Linked DNA regions of Sus scrofa: regions 1, 3 and 4 are each linked to region 2. Evidence: chromatin contacts called from public Hi-C and HiChIP or PLAC-seq data. All regions are on one chromosome and are shown on one strand. Each heading gives the region's core, a stretch centred on a gene start, on an enhancer-like site or on the middle of the called end of the contact. The rest is flanking DNA. Distances are from core to core; before and after follow the strand shown. Region 1 holds the start of JAGN1 (protein jagunal homolog 1). Region 2 holds the start of BRK1 (protein BRICK1). Region 3 holds the start of IL17RC (interleukin-17 receptor C). Region 4 holds the start of SEC13 (protein SEC13 homolog).

Region 1 (2,739 bases), core at 142-2,641, 160 kb before region 2:
AAAAGCTTCAGGGAGGAAGTTCTGGGGAAAGGGTTGGGACCCCTCCCGTGGACATTCATGCTCAAACATTTATTGAGCATCCACTGTGCTTAAGAGTCTCATGATAAGCCAGTGATGACTCAGAAGCAGTCTGGCCCTGACGAACATCATGGAAATCACACACAGAAAAGACAGAGATAAGTACAAGCTAAAGCCAGAGAGTGTCTGTGGTAGGATTGGGGAGTGTCGAGGATGGTTCTGTCAACCTGAGGATTCTTCACAGTGCTTAGGAGAAGAGGATGGTTTGGGCTCACTTGGAATGTATATATCCAGCAATCATGTTGAGCTTTTACCCTGTGCCAGACACATGGGCTAGTAACTTGGTTCTTACACCTCTCTTTGAGGAGCTCAGATGTCTGAGCATGATCATCAAATGCCAAATGCATAAAATCATTTGAGATACCTTGGAGTAGAGAAGGACTCTAGTTATGAATAAAAATTGAGAAGCCAAAAAGAAAAGACTGTATATTCAACCACATTTAAAAAACTTTTCTGGGAGTTCCCACTGTGGCACAGTGGGTTAAATATCCAATGCTGTCTCTGAGGTGGCTCAGGTTGGATCCCTGCCCAGTGCAGTGGGTTAAGGATCTGGTGTTGCCGCAGCTGTGTGTAGGGGTATTCAATCCCTAGCCTGAGTGCAGCCATTTAAAACAAAAACAAACAAGACCAGCAATGCAGTACACAAACAACAAAGAATATGGGAGTTCCCATCATGCACAGCGGAAACAAATCCAACTAGGAACATGAGGTTGCAGGTTCCATCCCTGGCCTCACTCAGTGGGTTAAGGATCTGGCGTTGCCATAAACTGTGGTGTACGCCAGTGGCTACAGCTCTGATTTGACTCCTAGCCTGGGAACCTCCATAAGCCACAGGTTCGCTCTAAAAGACAAAAGACAAAACAAAGAATAGGAACATAGTTCAGGGAAAGGAAATCTAAATGACTCAAAACACATGGAAAAATGGTTTAGTTTTTCGGGTAACAATTTTGAAATGTTCTTATTTGTGTTTTATTGTGGTAAAATGCACATAACATAAAAGTAACAATTTTTGTCTTTTTAGGGCTGCACCCACAGCATATGGAGGGTCCCATGCTAGAGGTCGAATCCAAGCTGTAGCTGCTGGCCTACTCCACAGCCACAGCCACATCCATGCTGGATCCAAGCTGTGTATACAACCTACTCTTCAACTCACAGCAACACCAGATCCTTAACCCACTGAACAAGGCCAGGGGTCAAACCTACTTCCTCATGGATGCTAGTCAGATTTGTTTCTGCTGAGCCACAATGGGAACTTCTAAAAGTAATCATTTTTAAGTGTACAGTTTACTGGCATTAAGTATATTCACACTGTTGTGCAACCCTTACCACACTGATCTCCAGAACTTTTTCATCTCCTTTTCATCTCTGTACCCACTGAACAAGTCTCCATTCCTTCTTTCCTCTAGCCCTGCAGCCACTGCCCTGCTTTCTACTTCTACCTAATTTCTTTTTCTCATGGCCTTGACATTTTAAAGAAAGCACAGTCCAGTTATTTTGCAGAATGTCTTTCAATTTGAGTTTATCTGTCATCTCTTCATGATAGATTCAGGCTGAGTATTTTGGGCATGCACATCACAAAAGTGATGCTGTGTCCTCAGCTTTATCAGGAGGCAGAAAGATTCAGTTTGTCTCACTTCCGGTCAAGTTAATTTGCTTACTTAGTTAAGGGGATGCATGCCAGGTTTCTCCTGTGCCTTCTCCCGATATCTCCTGTGAAGTTACCGTTTCCTCTTTGCAATGATTAAGTAATCTGTGGGGAGATACTTTAAGACAGGATGGAAGATGTATGCTCTTGAGAAAGTCACATATCTTTTCCAGGAATAAGTTTCCCCAATCTGTGAAGTGGGGACTGAGACATCTTAAACTTGAGTGAGAGTTTAAGAAGTGAAAGTGCTGGAGAGGCTGGAGAATCAGCAAGACCTTGGCAAAAATATACATGTGCTGTGAATTAATATTCTGCACGGGGCAAAGTGCGGGGAGAGACTGCTGGGGCGGGGCCGAGAGCGCGCGCGTGCGTACGTGTTCTCCTGCGCGTGCGCTTGCACAGGGGAATGACCACAGAGTCGGTCCTCCAGGGACAGACAGGCCGGAAGTTGTCCTCGCGAAACCCCAGGCTCTTGGGTTGGCTGAGCTGAGGTGGCGCGAACGGCGTCCGTGGGCCGCTTGGCGTGGTAGTCGTGACAGCGGGTCGGTGTGACGGGCTCCTGGGTTCTGGGTGGGGACAATGGCGTCTCGGGCAGGCCCGCGAGCGGCTGGCACCGACGGCAGCGACTTTCAGCACCGGGAGCGCGTCGCCATGCACTACCAGATGAGGTATGAAGTGAGGCTAGATCTGCGGGCCAGGCCTCAGGATCTTGCTTCCCAGGCAGCCCCCGCGCACCTGCCAAGTCCCTCCTTCTAGGACAACCCGGAACCGGTCCCCAATCTCGAGAAGCCCCCTTGCTCCTCTGAGCTCCACCTTTGATCCCCCTGTGCCTCGAGGGGTCCGGCCCGCTCCACTGCGATGCTGGCCTGGCTCTCCGCCCTCGGGAACAGAATTTCTAATTGAGCCTCAGTTTTCTCATCTGGCAAGGGAAATTTAATCTGCCATTTTGATATTGGTGAATTAATGAGGCAACAATTAGCGTAAAGGACGTAGCATAACAGCCCGTAAGTCTGCCC
Region 2 (2,700 bases), core at 137-2,636:
ATATAAAATAAAGACAGTTCCCATCGTGGCGCAGTGGTTAACGAATCCGACTAGGAACCATGAGGTTGCGGCTTCGGTTCTTGGCCTCGCTCAGTGGGTTAACAATCCGGTGTTGCTGTGAGCTGTGGTGTAGGTTGCAGACGCCGCTCGGATCCCATGTTGCTGTGGCACTGGCGTAGGCTGGCAGCTACAGCTCGGATTCGACCGCTAGCCTCGTGAACCTCCATATGCCGTGGGAGCGACCCAAGAAATGGCAGAAAGACTAAATAAATAAAGACAAAATATTTTTTAAAATTGTTAAAAAAGAAAAAGAAAAAGGAATTCCCATCGTGGCACATTAGAAACGAATCCGACTAGGAACCATGAAGTTTCGGGTTAGATCCCTGGCCTTGCTCACCGGGTCAAGGATCCATTGTTGCCGTGAGCTGTGGTGTAGGTTTGCAGACGCTGCTTTGATCTGGCATTGCTGTGGCATAGGCTGGCAGCTACAGCTCTGATTAGACCCCCTAGTCTGGAAACCTCCATATGCCAGGGGTGCGGGCTCCCCCACCAAAAAAAAAGAAAAGAAAAAATTTTGTATTTTGTTTTCTTCTTCACTTTAGCATGTGTGTTCTGTTGCCATAATTGACATTTAAATGACCTCATAATATTGCTCTAAGTGACTATACTGATATTTAGCCATTCCCCAACAGTTGAGATTTGTTTTTTTAAATGAATGATGCCTTTAAGAACATTGTGCTCAAAGTGTTTTCTCTTTTCCAATGAGCTCTTCTTTTTTGTCTTTTTTGGGCCGCATCCCAAGGCATGTGGACTTCCCAGGCTAGGGGTCGAATCAAAGCTGTAAGCTGCCAGCCTGGACCACAGCCATCAGATCAAAGACTCTGCAGCTCTATCTAACCCACTGAGCTAGTGCCAGGGATGGAATCCACGTCATGGATACTAGTCATGTTCCTTACGGCTGAGCCACAACGGGAACTCCACCAATGACTTTATTAAATTTCCTTCTGAATAGATCTTGCCAGCTTACAGTATGACCAGCTATTTACTAATTTTCCCATTTCCCTTCAGCCAGCCTCTTCATCTCTAAGTATTATAGTTTAAAAAAATAACCTTTTGTTCATTTGATAAATGCAAGGTGGGCATCATGTGTTGTTAAAAGGCATTTTTGAAATGACTTGTGTTTTCTGTGGTTTAATTGGCATTGCCCAGCTTATTGTGGTCAGAGATCTCAGTTTGGAGCGCCTGAAGTTAGGGTTGATGCGGGCTCACGCGCCCCCTAACGACCAAAACTGCCAGTGACTGAGGGGGGACGGGGGGGGCTCTGAGTGCGTGCGCACTCCATTCTCCAAGCCGGTTTTGCGGCCACCGTTTTCCGGGGTGTGGGAGAAGAGCGAAGACGCTGGCGGGGACTTGACAATGCGCAGGCGCATCACGAAGCCTGTGGATTTGTGGCCAACCGAGCATGGGCGTGGGCTGGCTGCGTCGGCGCACTGGAGGCCTGGAGGGTCGAGGCGCGTGCGCAGTCGCGCTTCCTTCAGCTGCAGCCATGGCAGGCCAAGAGGATCCCGTGCAGCGGGAGATTCACCAGGATTGGGCGAACCGGGAGTACATTGAAGTCATCACCAGCAGCATCAAGAAAATCGCAGACTTTCTCAACTCGTTTGGTCAGCGGGCGAGCAGGGGGAGGCAGGGAGGAGGGGGGCCCGCCTAGGGAGGGCGCTGAGAAGCTTTGACGCGGGTTCTGGGAGCCGTGGGCTCCTGCTGGTGTTTGCTTCCGCCTTCAGGCCGCACTTTTCCCCTCTCGCTCTGACCCCCGGCCTCCACTGATCATTCCCTGTGGGGTTATCCTGCCCCACGCTGAGCTCATCGGCTTCATTGCCTTCCCCCCGCATCCAGTAACAAGTCCGTTCCTTTCCCGGACGTGTCAGACAGCCCCATCCATCGCCTGAATCTTTCCTTCTCTTCAGGCGTCTCCCTTCTTTTGTGCTTCGTTTCAGTCGTCACTTGGTGCTCAGAGAGCGCTGTCCAGAAGCCCTTTAGCGTCGAGCCTGTTAGTCGCCCCTCCTGTCGGTCCTTTCCTGTCTCGGCGTGTGCTGTGCAGAGTGGTAGATGAGAGCGGAGGAGGGCCCACATCGCGTCCGGCCAGGGACATCTCTGCATCGCTAGTATCTAGACCACAGTGGGTGTTGTCTGCTTCTAGCAAAATCTTTCCTTGGCATGACCTGTCCGTGACAGTCTTAAAGTTCCTTCCGCGTTGTTTCCTATCCTTGTGCTACACCCTGCAGCAGAGACTCCTGACTCTTGTTCTCCGAGTGTTACTTTGAAAGAACCGGGCACTGGGTAAACTTTTTATGTCATCACAAGGTGTGGGGATGACATCTAGTGATCTTTTTCCAGTTGTGCTTCTGGCCCACTAATTCAGCAACATTAAGCGATTAAGTAGGGGAAACTGATAAATTTAAAAAGACTTAAAAAGGAATTATTTTCTTGCTAAGAGAAGTCCAAAGGAGTGTATAAAGGTGACAGCAAGAGATTTGTCCAAAAGCATCAGCAAGACAAACTAGATCTGAGTACAAGGCTCTTTCTCAGTCTCTGTGGGGAAGACAGAATAAGAACCATTTCCTACAATTAAGTGATTTCTATTTTGAAGATGAAATAATGACATCAGAGCAAAGCAGAACATTGTTTCTGATTTAATAT
Region 3 (2,783 bases), core at 56-2,555, 140 kb before region 2:
GCACGACTAGAACCCTGAATCAGGTTTCTCACCTGGATCTTGAGGGCTCCTTCACCGCACGACTGGCAAAAAAGCCTTACTCTGCCCCCAGCTGGACAGAGCACTCACTCACTGCCCGCCCTTTCCCACTGTCTGGCTTCCTCAGAAGCCCCAAGGAGAGAGTCACTCTTTCCGGAGAACTCCCCGACCCCAGCCTGATGTGGGTGGGGAGTCATCCACTTCCTCTCTCCAGAATCCCAGAAAGAGAGTAGTTGCCTGTGCTCCAGTCCAGGCCAGAGATGTTGAGACTCGGGAGGGAGGCAGGCCCATGGCAGTTCTGAGTGGAAGGTGGCTCCAGAGGGGTGGGGGAACAGAAAAGCGTTTGGATGCTGGGGATCCCCTTTCTCAAACCGGCCCTGCCCAGAGTGGAGGGAGGAGGGTTCTGGATCCAGGAAAGGGGCTTTGGCCCTGGATGACCAGGGTAGAGGTGGGACATTGGAAACCAAGATAGAGGAAGATGAATAAAGGTGGACATTTTGGATAAACTAAGAAACAAGGAGCTGTGATTCTTCAGAAAGAAGAGAGGAAATCTCAGGTTCAGAAATGTGACGTGAGTCCCATGTTGTGCCTCCAGCCCATGGCATCAGCACAAATAGGACGGTGTCCTCCTGGCTCTGGGTACTGGATTCCTTCTCCCCACACCACAGTTGAGCATAGGCAGGAAGTGGTGAAAAGCCCACTTTCTGGTGCCCCTTGGCCCTGTCGTTAGAGCTCCTGTTCCGCAATGAGGAGAATGTGTGAAGGGTCCTAGGTACCCAGTCGCAAGGGACCTAGTGGGCACCAAGATCCCAGAGTCACATGGGAAGGGGAAATGCCCAGGATTGCCCTGGGTCTGGGGCCCCTCTGTGGAGCCCTCTCCTTAGGGATCCCAGCGTGAGTAAGAGCTCCCTTACTCAGCCTTGAGGCCACCGCCTCTCCAGGCAGCCCTCCCAGCCAGGTGTCAGCAGAGAAGGAGGAGGGGAAAAGAGGGAGGGGGTGAGGCTGCCACTCCAGTTCAGGGCTGCTGGCTCCCAGGCCTGGTGTTGGTGGAGGGACAGGGCGGGCGGGAACAGCCGGCTGCCTGCCGGGAGCCAAACGAAAGCACTCTGGCTGGGACAGGAGTCAGGACTCCGGGAGAGGAGAGCCAGCGCTGACCCAAGGCCGGGGAGGGATCTGGCCCTCCTGCCCACAGGCGCAGGGCTGAGTGGGAGCAGAGGTGTGGTGTCTGCCCCCCCTTGGGGGGGCAGGACAGGGCCTCAGGCCTGGGTGCTGCCTGGCACCTGGAAGATGCCTGTGCCCTGGTTCCTTCTGTCCTTGGCACTGGGCCGAAACCCTGTGGTCCTCTCTCTAGAGAGGTTTGGGGCTCAGGACGCTGCCCGCTGCTCTCCGGTGAGTCTGGGGCCCCCAGAGGGTTGAGGAAGGCTCAGGGTTCAGCCTGCGGCCGTTAAGGCCCTAGCCTGGCTCCTGTCACTGCCATCACTGTCAGAACTGCCCTGGCTGGTCTGTCGGGTGCTGATGGGGTAAGAGAAGAATGGGGAGGGGGGCAAAAAACTCGGTCTTGTCTTTTTTCTGGGAGGGACTTGGAAAGGGAGCCCCAGAAGAACGGGGATGGAGGGGGCGAGTTGGGGACCCAAGCCAGGAAAGAATGGTTAGATTTGAGCTCATAAACTCTGATTCATCTTTACCTCCTTCCTAGGGCCTTTCTGCCATCTCTGGGGTGAGTAGAGCTACTTTTAGAGAGAAAAGACCATCCCAGGTTGGCAAAAGGGAGGGGAGCTGTTCAGTCCTGGGCCCTTACCTCCCGCCCTCAACCCAGGAAGAGCCCAAAGCCCCTTGGCCCTCTGGGGGTGTCAGGTGCAATCAGACTGTGGGTCTGCACAGCTTCAGCTCCCACCCTACCCTTCATGCACAGATGGTGACGTGCTGTGCCTGCCTGGGGGCATTGTGTCTGCCCCAGGCCCTGTTCTGGTGCCCACACTCCTGCAGACAGAACTGGTGCTAAGGTGCCACAAGGAGACCGACTGCGACCTCTGTGTGCGTGTGGCTGTCCACTTGGCTGTGCATGGTGAGCCTATGGGTGGGATGGGCATGGGGACCAGGGTGTCTATCAGGCATTCTCAGGCATCCTCAGCATTCTCCTGAGGCACACCTGTCCAACAGACCCCCATGTTAGCCAGGTCCATCCCCCAGGCCTGGCCTTTGTTTCCTAGCACTGGGCTTCTTGGAAGGAAGCCAAAGCCAGAGCGGGTACCAGTCCTGAGCCTTTGCTCTCCGGGTCGCTTCCAGGGTCCTGGGAAGAAACCCTGCAGATGAAGAGGAGTTTGGAAGAACACCTGACCCAGGGCTAGAGGATCCTAGGAATGGTGAAGAGAACCTCACTGGCCCAACTGCCCTCATCAGAGCCTTGCCCCGGGCCCCTGGCCTTGACTGACACCTGCCCTGTTGCTCACAGCCTCTCTCAGGCCCATGTGGTGCTGTCCTTCCAGGCCTACCCTACTGCCCGCTGCGTCCTGCTGGAGGTGCAAGTGCCTGCTGCCCTTGTGCAAGCCTGGTCAGTCTGTGGTATGCAAAATAATAATAACAATAACAGCCTTCTAACCATGAATTCATGAAGCACTTTCACATGCATTTCTTAGTCCTGATTCTGGCAGGGCTGTGGGCAAGTCCTTTCCACCTTTTATGCCTCAGTTTCCTTCTGTAAAGTGGGAATAGAATAGTCTACCTTGGAGTTCACCGTGTGGTCAGTGGTTAATAATGACTAGGAA
Region 4 (2,811 bases), core at 255-2,754, 210 kb after region 2:
AGGATAAAGCACTTGTTCAAATGACTAAAGCTAGTTAAGGTGGAACTGGGAGAAGAGCTCCACCTGCTAACCTGGAGCCCACAGAGCTTCTTACCCGAAGAGGCTGCCTCTCCAGAACACAGAATCATCATTACGCCCAATTCCCTCAGTCAAGAGCTGAAGGCTAAGTAGGAGCAGGAAGAATGTTTACTGCTAGTTTCATACTAGGTCACCAAAGGACTTTGGAGATAACTAGCATTTATTCTGAATCACTCTCACCCACCAATCATGCTTCTGAACAAGTGTAGTTTTTTTTGTTGTTGTTTTTTAAGCTCCTTTTTTTTTTTTTTTAAAAAAAGCCCTTCCTCCTGAGCACCTCAAGTCGTCTGGTTTCATTAATAAGAGACGGCCCTCAAAAACAATCAGCTTTTCAGAATTAATGACTTAAAAACTCAATTAGAAAGAGCTGAGTGTCAGGGCATAAGAGACCCCCAACTCTACTCATCAGCTGAAGAATCAGAGGCCAAAAAACCCCCGAGTAATTTAAAACCTGGTCCCCTGCAGAGCAAGAACCAAAGCCAGCGTCCTGACTCCTGGGACCACCTGGGTTTCCTCAAAACCCCAGGCACGCCCATTTTCCTGAGAGCAATGTTTTACTGAACCCTCACTCTGTGCCAGGCTCAGGCTATTTGCTTCCATTCATTAGTTCCCGCTGGCGGTCATTCACTGGATGAATAAGTGCAGAGTCAATGTACACTGTGCACCACAGACGTTTAAACACCTGAGCCCCTGCCTCAGAGAGCCATTCAGTTCATCTTTACATCAGTTTCCTAAAATGCCCATCACACCTCCGGGCCCTGGGCCAGGCAGCTACTCCATAAACACCTCTGCTGGGAAGGGAGGAGGGGGAAAGTAATGGTTTCGAGGGTTTGAATCTCAGCTCTGCCACTCGCTGCTCAAAAAGCTTCACCTCCCTGAACCTCTAGCTTCCGTATTTGTCAAGGGTCGATAATAACAACACCGACTTCACGGAGCTGTTAGCCGACTGAGATTAGGAACACTGCTTGGAACCTACCAAGGGCTCAGGATACAGTACCTCCTAAGGTATTATGGGTTTTTTTTCCCATTGTTGGAGAACAAGAAGGAAAGCAAGGAGCAGGAGACGCAGCAGCAGCGGGGGCCGAAGCGTTCCGGAGGGTTCCGCGGCCTCCGCTTAGCCTTCCCCCGGCCTCTGCCTCCAAAACGTTCAGACCTGTAGGGCTGCGGCCCTCCAAACCCGAAGCGGTAACGGAGAGCTGAATGGCCCCAGTCCGGGGCTTCAACCTCCCTGCAACGAGGAATCCGAGAGGCCGCGGCCGAAAGCCCCCTCGGCGACTCTGTCCCCAGCACTCACCATGGTGGCAACAGCAGAGGTGGTGGCGGCTCCAGGCCTCGGACGTGGCAGGACCCGGCGGCGCCCGGGAACAGCTCACTTCCGGCGCCGGGCTGGCCGGCCTTCGGGCACCTAGAGGGAGCCTCCGGGTAGCAGCACGCTCCGCTCGCACAAAGGTTCCGGGCCTTTCAGGGGCGGTGCCAAGCTCTCCCCTGGCCCCACTCCTTCTCGGTGCAGATTGCGCAAGACGTAAAGGGGCGGGACTCTCCTTTCCACTGCGACCAGGATCTGGGGACTTGGAATTTGAAGGTCTAGTCTCTCTTCTCTCTGCCAACTCTTCCCTTTTCCTGAGATCCACACATTTAAGAAAAAGGACTCATACATAACTACACCTTCACCCACTTCTCTGCGGTTTTGGGTGCCACTGGCCTTATGTTGAACATTGTAGGGGGATTAATTTTTGAGGTAATGGGTAGACCGGTCCTAGTACTTCCTTGTTGTTGGTCTCTCCACAGACCCCAAGGTTGGGACCAGGGACAGAGAAGGCCAGGGAATAACCCCCTACCAGAGGCTGAGCCTCTCGCCAGGCCCTCTCCAAGCTGGAAGACACAGACCTCCAAGCTGCCTGTTCCTCACGGCTCTGGGATCCTGTGAGTCAGGCCCACCAGATAGATTTTCCAGGCAAGGAGAGATCTCAGCCAGGCTCAGGCAGCAAGAGCCCAGGAGACAACCCCCAGCTTCCCCAAACCCTAGGTCTCTGGCTTCCCACTGGCTGTACAGCTGGACAGAGCCTGGGATCTCCCCTCAGCCACACATGGTCTGGCAGCTCTGGGCTCCTCATGGCTTTAAGGAATCCAGTGACTTAGAATGGAGCCTAGGCACCAGTTGGGTGAGTCAGAATCACTCAGTTTCCTCTCCTGAAATTGGAAGGAAGAGTCCTAGCAGGAAACGGTCACTGTTGGAGGGATGAAGTTTAATTAAGGCTCAGAGTGCAATAGACCCAGACTATCAAGGGGCTTTGGAGAAGGGGTTGAGTAGTCGGGTCTTACAGAACTCAGGGCTGGACCTCGGAGCAGTAACTCCTCCCCCACCCCCACTTCAGTGTTCAAGACCCTTAATTTCCCTCTAATGGAGAAATATTGCAGGGAACAAAGGGGGAGGGCCTCTTGGGTCGCCTGTTTTTTAAGGGTAGGCTCTGGTCTCGGATCTGTAGCTGTATTACTGATTCTCTGGATGATGAAGTCATATTACTTCTTTCCGAGCCTCTCTTTCCTCAAGTTGAAAATGGGGACAATGACTCATTAGCTATAATACAAATACAATGCATGGAGCATAGTTGTTATTAAAGGAATTCCCTGGTGTGGAAAGATTGGGGATTTGGGACAAATGGTGCAACTCTATCTTATTCATTAAGGTATTTGCTGGTGGAACTGTAAGGTTTTGAGTGCTGATTCTGGCAT

The links. A called contact is a pair of places that touch in the nucleus more often than the background predicts. HiChIP or PLAC-seq counts read pairs in DNA pulled down with a chosen protein or histone mark.
Region 1: a contact with region 2 is called in a Hi-C map of liver, with 4 times the contacts expected there. The contact joins the promoter of JAGN1 here to the promoter of BRK1 in region 2. A contact is called at or near these places in 4 of 47 Hi-C or Micro-C datasets (heart right ventricle, liver, mesenchymal stem cells and 1 more) and 1 of 2 datasets of contacts at active chromatin or transcription factors (alveolar macrophages).
Region 3: an H3K27ac HiChIP or PLAC-seq map of alveolar macrophages shows a contact between it and region 2. The contact joins the promoter of IL17RC here to the promoter of BRK1 in region 2. A contact is called at or near these places in 1 of 47 Hi-C or Micro-C datasets (skeletal muscle) and 1 of 2 datasets of contacts at active chromatin or transcription factors (alveolar macrophages).
Region 4: a contact with region 2 is called in a Hi-C map of liver, with 7 times the contacts expected there. The contact joins the promoter of SEC13 here to the promoter of BRK1 in region 2. A contact is called at or near these places in 1 of 47 Hi-C or Micro-C datasets (liver) and 1 of 2 datasets of contacts at active chromatin or transcription factors (alveolar macrophages).

What each region holds. Positions count from the first base shown.
Region 1 is chr13:66,153,464-66,156,202 of Sscrofa11.1, forward strand. It overlaps JAGN1 (protein jagunal homolog 1), which reads left to right and starts at 1,392. Exons shown (of 8, transcript XM_021069312.1): 1 at 1,392-2,391. The coding sequence starts at 2,303.
Region 2 is chr13:66,314,052-66,316,751 of Sscrofa11.1, forward strand. BRK1 (protein BRICK1) reads left to right here and starts at 1,387. Exons shown (of 3, transcript XM_003132361.5): 1 at 1,387-1,664. The coding sequence starts at 1,463.
Region 3 is chr13:66,177,993-66,180,775 of Sscrofa11.1, forward strand. It overlaps IL17RC (interleukin-17 receptor C), which reads left to right and starts at 1,306. Exons shown (of 13, transcript XM_021069809.1): 1 at 1,306-1,407; 2 at 2,005-2,083; 3 at 2,229-2,265; 4 at 2,471-2,543. The coding sequence starts at 1,306.
Region 4 is chr13:66,522,907-66,525,717 of Sscrofa11.1, forward strand. It overlaps SEC13 (protein SEC13 homolog), which reads right to left and starts at 1,505. Exons shown (of 9, transcript XM_021069320.1): 1 at 1,373-1,505. The coding sequence starts at 1,375.